Linked DNA regions of Pan troglodytes: region 2 is linked to region 1. Evidence: chromatin contacts called from public HiChIP or PLAC-seq data. All regions are on one chromosome and are shown on one strand. The core of a region is the stretch at or near the end of the contact, and the rest is flanking DNA. Distances in the headings are between cores, read along the strand shown. Region 1 holds the start of RPL27 (ribosomal protein L27). Region 2 holds the start of AOC2 (amine oxidase copper containing 2).

The links. HiChIP or PLAC-seq counts read pairs in DNA pulled down with a chosen protein or histone mark.
Region 2: a contact with region 1 is called in an H3K4me3 HiChIP or PLAC-seq map of stem cell-derived excitatory neurons, with 8 times the contacts expected there. The contact joins the promoter of AOC2 here to the promoter of RPL27 in region 1. A contact is called at or near these places in 1 of 7 Hi-C or Micro-C datasets (stem cell-derived neural progenitor cells) and 1 of 1 datasets of contacts at active chromatin or transcription factors (stem cell-derived excitatory neurons).

The regions. Positions count from the first base shown.
Region 1 is chr19:25,151,598-25,155,073 of NHGRI_mPanTro3-v2.0_pri, forward strand. RPL27 (ribosomal protein L27) reads right to left here and starts at 1,600. Exons shown (of 4, transcript XM_001159277.8): 1 at 1,518-1,600; 2 at 240-409. The coding sequence starts at 1,598. It overlaps LOC112206032 (a long non-coding RNA gene), which reads left to right. Exons shown (of 4, transcript XR_002940173.3): 2 at 506-621; 3 at 956-977; 4 at 1,384-2,463.
Region 2 is chr19:25,300,124-25,303,599 of NHGRI_mPanTro3-v2.0_pri, forward strand. AOC2 (amine oxidase copper containing 2) reads right to left here and starts at 1,679. Exons shown (of 4, transcript XM_016931763.4): 1 at 1-1,679. The coding sequence starts at 1,486. It overlaps PSME3 (proteasome activator subunit 3), which reads right to left. Exons shown (of 11, transcript NM_001251895.5): 11 at 2,353-3,476.

The DNA.
Region 1 (3,476 bases), core at 350-2,849:
CAGTGGAAGAGGGCAGATCAGACCCCATGCCTGTGTTTACTGTGGATGGAAAACAATCTTTACCCAACACTTAAAAGATGGATCAAAGGCAACACTGGAAACCATAGCCACTTTATGAGTTGAAGATGAACAATTTGGAAATGATATCCCTTCCTGGTGTTGGAATGGCTGCAAGGTCTATCTCCTTATTCAACAGAGCAGGGAGAAGAAATTTAAATTCTAGTTCTTGAAATGCTCACCTTGTGGGCATTAGGTGATTGTAGTTATACACTTTCACAAAAGATTTTATCTTTGATCTCTTGGCGATCTTCTTCTTGCCCATGGCAGCTGTCACTTTGCGGGGGTAGCGGTCAATTCCAGCCACCAGAGCATGGCTGTAGGGGCGATCTGAGGTGCCATCATCAATGTTCTAAATGAGTAAGAATTACATTTGTTATTCACTGAGGGCCTATTTAGGCCCTGTGTTAGAGGTAGGGCAGTGTCCAAAAAATATTTCCACCCTCAGGTCTCCAAGATCCACCATTATAAAGAGAAAAATCACAGAAAGCTATGAGAAATAACCAAAGAGAAACAGAACAGTGTTTATCTCCATCAGGAAGCATCTGGAACGGCTTATTAGAGGTAAGAGATTTAAAAGTAGCAACAGTTAACATTTAAGAAGTACTTGCTATATGCCAAGCACTGCTCACAGGACTTGGTATCTATTCACTTGCTCCACTGCTAGTGAAGTGTACAGCCAAGGTTAAGACACCACAGCCTAACTCCAGAGATCAGTCTCAGGAGATGGGAGAGGGGAATCCAGGGGCACTCCAGTGTCCCCACAACAACAAAACGCAGTGGTGTATGTGGCCAGAGCCTAGGGAACTCTCTCAAGAAGCTACAAAATCATGGATAAGAGGAAAACAGTGAGGGGCTACGTGACCTTTCTAAAAGCAATTTCCTCCTCTTCTTACAGATTCCCAGCTGCAGCACTTCAGGTAAATAACAGAACACCTCCAAACCTTAGCAACAGGAAGGAACCCCCTATAGCTGGGGATGGTGGCACGCACCTGTAGTCCCAGCCACTCGGGAGGCTGAGATGGGAGACTCGCTTGAGCCCGGGAGGTCGAGGCTGCAGTGATCACGCCACTGCACTTAGCCTGGACAGAGATCCCGTCTCAAAAAAAAAAAAAGAAAGAAAGAAAAGAAAAGAAAAGGAATCCCCTATGATTACTTCAAGGACTGCACATGACAATACCTGAAAGGCAGTGGGAGCACATAGCAAGCGTGCAATGTCAGCCACTATTACTATATATTTAAAGCCTCTGGTGGAGAAGGCTTTATGCGTTGGGAGCCCAATTCAGCTCACATTTGCTTTTACTGTGCTTTTTCCTCTCTCAAAAGCTCTCCCACGTTCACCCTGACCGTGCTCACTGGCTACTGCCCCAGAAACAGGCCTTGAATTCCAAGCCTGTCCGCCCCGCCGCAGCCAGCCTGGTCCCGGGATGCAAGGACGCAGAGTCCCGCGAGGCTGATACCTTCACGATGACAGCTTTGCGTCCGGAGTAGCGTCCAGCCAGGACAAGCACCACCTTCCCAGGTTTCATGAACTTGCCCATTTCTGCAGAGAGCAAGGAGAAAGGGCCACTTAAAAATCCGTAAAGCCAAAGATGCCCAGAGCTGACTCCTGCCAGCAAGCCCAGGTCTTGCGCCGGAACTTCAGACTGTGTTCACTGTCGCCTTGGTCCAGGCCGCCCGAGGGCCCTGCTCGCAGGACAGGATCGGATACGTAGCCGCCAGAGACCTAGGGAAGGAATGCACCCGGCGCCGCCCGGACCTTCGACCCCCAAGCCGCGGATGGCAGCGGATTGAAAGATTCAACCCATGCTTCTACTTACCGGCAGCAACCACCCGGGCCTACAGCAAAAAGGAAAGAAGGACACTTCCGCTAACCTTTCACCCCGGTGAGGAGTGACCTCACTTCCTGTCCCGCCCTTCAGGCTTCGCCACGCTGATTGTGTGGTGCTGAGTCTCGTGTTGCGGGCGGAAGAAGCTCATGAGGGAAACGCCGGGCGCGGCAGCTCAAGTATTCGAATGAAGCTTTATTAGCAGCTCCAGCAGTAGACAAGAGCAAAGGAGACTCCTCCCGGCCAACGGAAGAGCTGGGAGGGCGACTGTGCTGTGCGCTCTGGACTCAGCAGCTAGGCTTTGTTGTAGTTCCTTTCTCTGGCGCTAGGAGGGGGAACACAATCTGAAATTTACTTTTTCTCTTGGGAGACACAGGGAAAAAAATAGGGCATTTATTGGTGCCTGTCGGGGGCACTGTTAGCTAAAGAGGGAGGGACAAAGATCAGTAAGGGTGGCTGGTCCGATAGTAGTGGGTTATCAGAACTTATCAACGTTAGGGTCACTAAAGTTGGTATACAACCCCCCACTGCTAAATTTGGTTTTAAAAAAACAAACAAAAAGGATATTTACCCCCAACAGTTAAAGTCTAGTGGTGTCACTGACATTACCAACTAGAATAAGCATGAGGGAGGTAGAAGAGAAGAATGGCAGCTGCTTACCCTATGCCAGGTCAGGTTAATCTATTTATGCACATAATCTGATTTGGTCATCATAACACTAAGAAATAGATACTATTATTATCTCCATTCTAGAGTCGAGGAAACTGGCTTAGAGAGATTTGCCCGAAGTCTATAGTGGGTAAATAGTGGAGCTGGGGCTCAGCCGCAAGCAGTTCAACTCCTGAACCCATACTGTTTACCATGTCACCATCCTGAGCAGCGATTCTCTCCCAGGCAAGATGTGAGCACTTTATACAAGCCGGCAGCCTGTTTAATCCTCACAACTCTGCATCTTGGGCATTCTCCTCCCATTTAGACATGAGGAAATTGCAATTCAGAGAGGATAAATTGCTTGTCTGAGGTTAATCCTAATCAGTGGCATAGATGGGATTCAAATCTAGGTCTGAATCTAGGTCTAGTTGGCTCTCAAACTGAATTATTTCCCATCACTCACCAGAAGAGCGTTTTCACATGGTACCTTATGTGCTTTCCGAGTTTAAGGGAAAGATAAACTATCTCACAGTTTTTGCTTATCTGAACCTATAGGATTTGTCTTGGGCAAGATGTGGAACAACCAGGATTTCATCAGTTCTCTCCTGAAGCTCTCCAGTGATACAATTTTCCCTGTATCCCTCAGGATCCCATTGCAATGGCTTTTGTTTTGTTTTGTTTTTTGAGACAGGGTCTCGCTCTGTCACCCAGGCTGAATGGTGTGTAGCACAATCATGGCTCACTGTAGCCTCAACCTCCTGGGCTCGTGATCCTCCCACCTCAGCCTCCTGAGTAGCTAGGACTTCAGGTATGTGCCACCATGCCCGTGTAATTAGAAGAAAAAAACAAAAACAAAATCAAAGAACTTTTTTTTTTTTGGTAGAGATGGGGACTCACTATATTGCCCAGGCTGGTCTCAAAAACTTCTGGGATTAAGTG
Region 2 (3,476 bases), core at 429-2,928, 150 kb after region 1:
CTTTCAGGAAAGCTGTGTTAATATAACCCGTGGCATGGACCCGCCCTTCAAGTGCCCCATTTGGGTACAACACAAAGTCCCAAACGTAGTCATAGTTGCCCACAGATGACACAGACCTGACCACAAGGGCTGAGCTGGCCAAACCACCATAGAAATGATTTTGAAGGTAATTGTGGTGCCTTCGAAGGGGCAGTCCCTGGGCTTCCTCAAATACACACACAGCCCCTGGAAGCAGCTGGACTGCCCCTTTACCCACTAATATATGGATGTCCACCATCGTGGCTTGATAGGGGCAGTCCACTCCCCGCACCAAGCCTCGGCTGTTACGGCCGAGTCCAAAGCTGCTATCCAAATAGCGAGTCAGCATCGTCTTGGGTGAATCGGCACCATAGATAGATACACACTCCTGGACACTGACTTCATAGGCTATTCGCTCACCCTGGAACCGAACATCAAAAATCCTCAGGCCGCTGAACACCCCATGGCCAAAGGTAAATGACCAGAGGGAGGATACCACCAGGTTTCCTTGCACACTGTACTGGGAACCCTGGGGCGAGAACTGAAGAGGGGGAAGAGGACCTGGAGAGTTCCGAGACCTCAGGGATGAAGCTCCATTTGGTGGAGGTAGAGGGACTCTAACCACTTCCAACCGGCCAGACTTAAACTCCCGTTCCAACTGGCCCAAGTCTGCATAGTAGTGCCCAAGGTAGAAGACCTGCTGGACAGTCCAGTGGGCAGGGTCCAGGGCCCTGTGGTCCAGTAGTAGCTCCAGCCCCACGGGGTGAAGGAAAAGACCAACCCCTGAGATGTTATGGTAGAGGGCCATCCAGGTAGCTCGGTCCCCTGAGCGCAAGCCCCGAGGGGTGGCATGCACAGCTGCCAGGGTAGAGCCATTGTAGTTGAAGGTGGACGACAGGAAGATGGGTGCCTTGGGTAGCTCCACCTCTTTCAGATGCCTCCACATCTGTGTAAACTCAGCTCTCAGCACCGGGCGACGGTGATAGGGCAGGGGCCCGCCGTGACGCTCCACAGTCACATCCCGCATGTAGGAGGGGTGAGGCAGCGGCCCCACCACCAGCTCACTCACATTGGGCTGGGGTTGTCCACCAAAGAGGACGATGGCCAGTGCCTCCCGGGCAGGTGGGGGGCTCCCCCTGTCCAGGTGGGCCAGGGCTGCAGCCTTGGGGGGCAGCTGCAGCTCCACTGAGAAGACGCAGTTGTCCGAGGGCTGAGCCTGGGCTGCGTCCACCAGCCCTGGCCCCAGCCGCTGGGTCAGAAAGCGCATCACAGCTGTCAGCTCCTCTCGGCTCAGGTCTGCAAACAGCTGGCTCTGGCCAGGGTGTGGCCAGGGCTGGGCCCTATGGGATACAGAGGGGCAGTGGGGAGGCTGGCTGGAACCACCTGGGCTGGTCAGCAAAACATAGGCCAGGGCAAAGATGGTAATGAGGGACAGTGCCAGGAACGCCAGGACTATCTTGAGATGCATGGTGGATGCTGAGAGCTGAAATCAGAGTTCTAACAGCTGCTCCTTCCAGTTACTGACATCAAGTCGGGCTTTATATTCGCTAGGGTGGATAGGAAGGGAGAAAACTCCACCCCATGGGTTGGGCAGGAAATTTCTGACCTTGATTTATGTAATTCTGTTCCAATTTTCTGTCCTGTGGTTTGGCCCAGGGCACTGCTTCCACATGCATAGCCTCTTCCTTGCCCCTGAACTCCCACTGGTAGCAGTCAGTACCAACTACTGATTTCCATCATTTAGACCAGATGAAAGGGAATCTGGGTTAACGATGCTAACCTCCAGTTTCCACCTGGAATGGGTCTCAGGAAGAGTACAAACCTCAGATGCCCAATTAAGTTCTGCAGCCTGCATGCAAGCACTAAGCTGTCCATTTTCCTACCTCCTGGCAGGAACTGCATCCCAACAGCTCCAGCATTCACTGCCATGTTCAGCAGTAAGCAATGAATTCTACTTGTTGCCTAATGCCAAGCCCTTGATTTGTAGTCAGGCCATTTCCATCCAGTGGAGTGGCTGAGGGCCTGGGCTTAGTAATCAGGTTTGTCCACCAATCCCAGTTCCCTCAGCTGTGTAACCTTAGCGGAAATACTTATCCTGAGTCTCAGTGTCCTCATCTGTAACAAATAGATACAACTATCCTATAGATTCCTGAAGATTAAATGTGATCGTGCACATTAGGTACTTAACAGCCTGGCACAGGGGAGGCACTCACAAACTGCTAGCTTTTGGTAGTCATCTCTGAAAGAGAACAGAGCAGGTGCTCCTCCATTGTTCAAGACCTTAAACTTTTTTTACAGAGACAACGAGGGGATCATTGGAAACCAGAAGGCTACTTGCAAGGTGGAAGATGAGGAAACTTTATTTCAGAGGGAGATAGATTCCTAGGCAGCCCTCCAAGTAATCTGAAAACCAAAACTAGGAGTCTCCTCAAGAAACTGAAGACATTATTCAGGAAGAATTAGTATAAGGTAAAGAAAATAACTGGGTAGGACACGCCTCGAACCAGTTCATTCCTTACACATGGAACGATAGCAGCCTCTACTGGCAGTTCATGGGTATCACTCGGGAAGGAAGGAACTAGGATCTTCTGAAAGTAGGGAGAGAAGGCAGCTTAGGTCTGGGAAGAGCTAACTTTCCCGTAATTCAGACTGAACACAAATGAAGCACCCAACCTTGCTCAGTAGGCAGAAGCCTCAGTCTTTCCACTATACTGGGGAAAAGATTCAGCTCAACTGGCATAAGGACACACAACAGGGTGGCTAGGTGTCCATGGAGGTGGGTGTCCAAGCGTGCACACGTACAAGCATGAGTACATCCCTAGCCACCAGAGCATTGCACCAGGGTCTGCGGCTTTAGAAAGAGGTCAAAGTACCTGTATTTTTAATAATTTCTTGACATGGTAAAAGAATTTTACATTATGATCCACGGGTGATAGGGTGAGGAGGAGGGGCAGTGGAACAATCCAACAAACGAAACAGGAAACTGAGAAACACATGGAGGGAAGGGGGAAGGGTTTTAGCTGGAAGGGATCTGGAGGGTGGGTGGGAGCACTGCCCAACTAAAATGCAATTGGTTTGTTACTGAGTACTATTCGTGGGAAGACAGCATCCTGACTCCCTCTCTACAGAATATTGGGAGTAAAAATGATGCATCCCCGGTGGAAATATTATTGGGGGTTGGAAGACAGAGACAGGAAAAATAAGTCAGAAACAGACACTAAGAGTCACTGGCAGGCTGACTGCAGGTATCAAGTCTCCAGCCGTGGTAGAATAAAAGAGCTGGGGGCTGAAGGGGATTAACACAAAAGCTGTTAACAATTAAGTGATATCTCTGGAAGATTCGAGAGACAGGAGGCAACTCTTCTATAGTTTTGACTTGCCCAGCACATTTCCACATACACAAATGTGTATATGCACATGTGTGCATGCACATACACATACACACCAATGATTGCTTT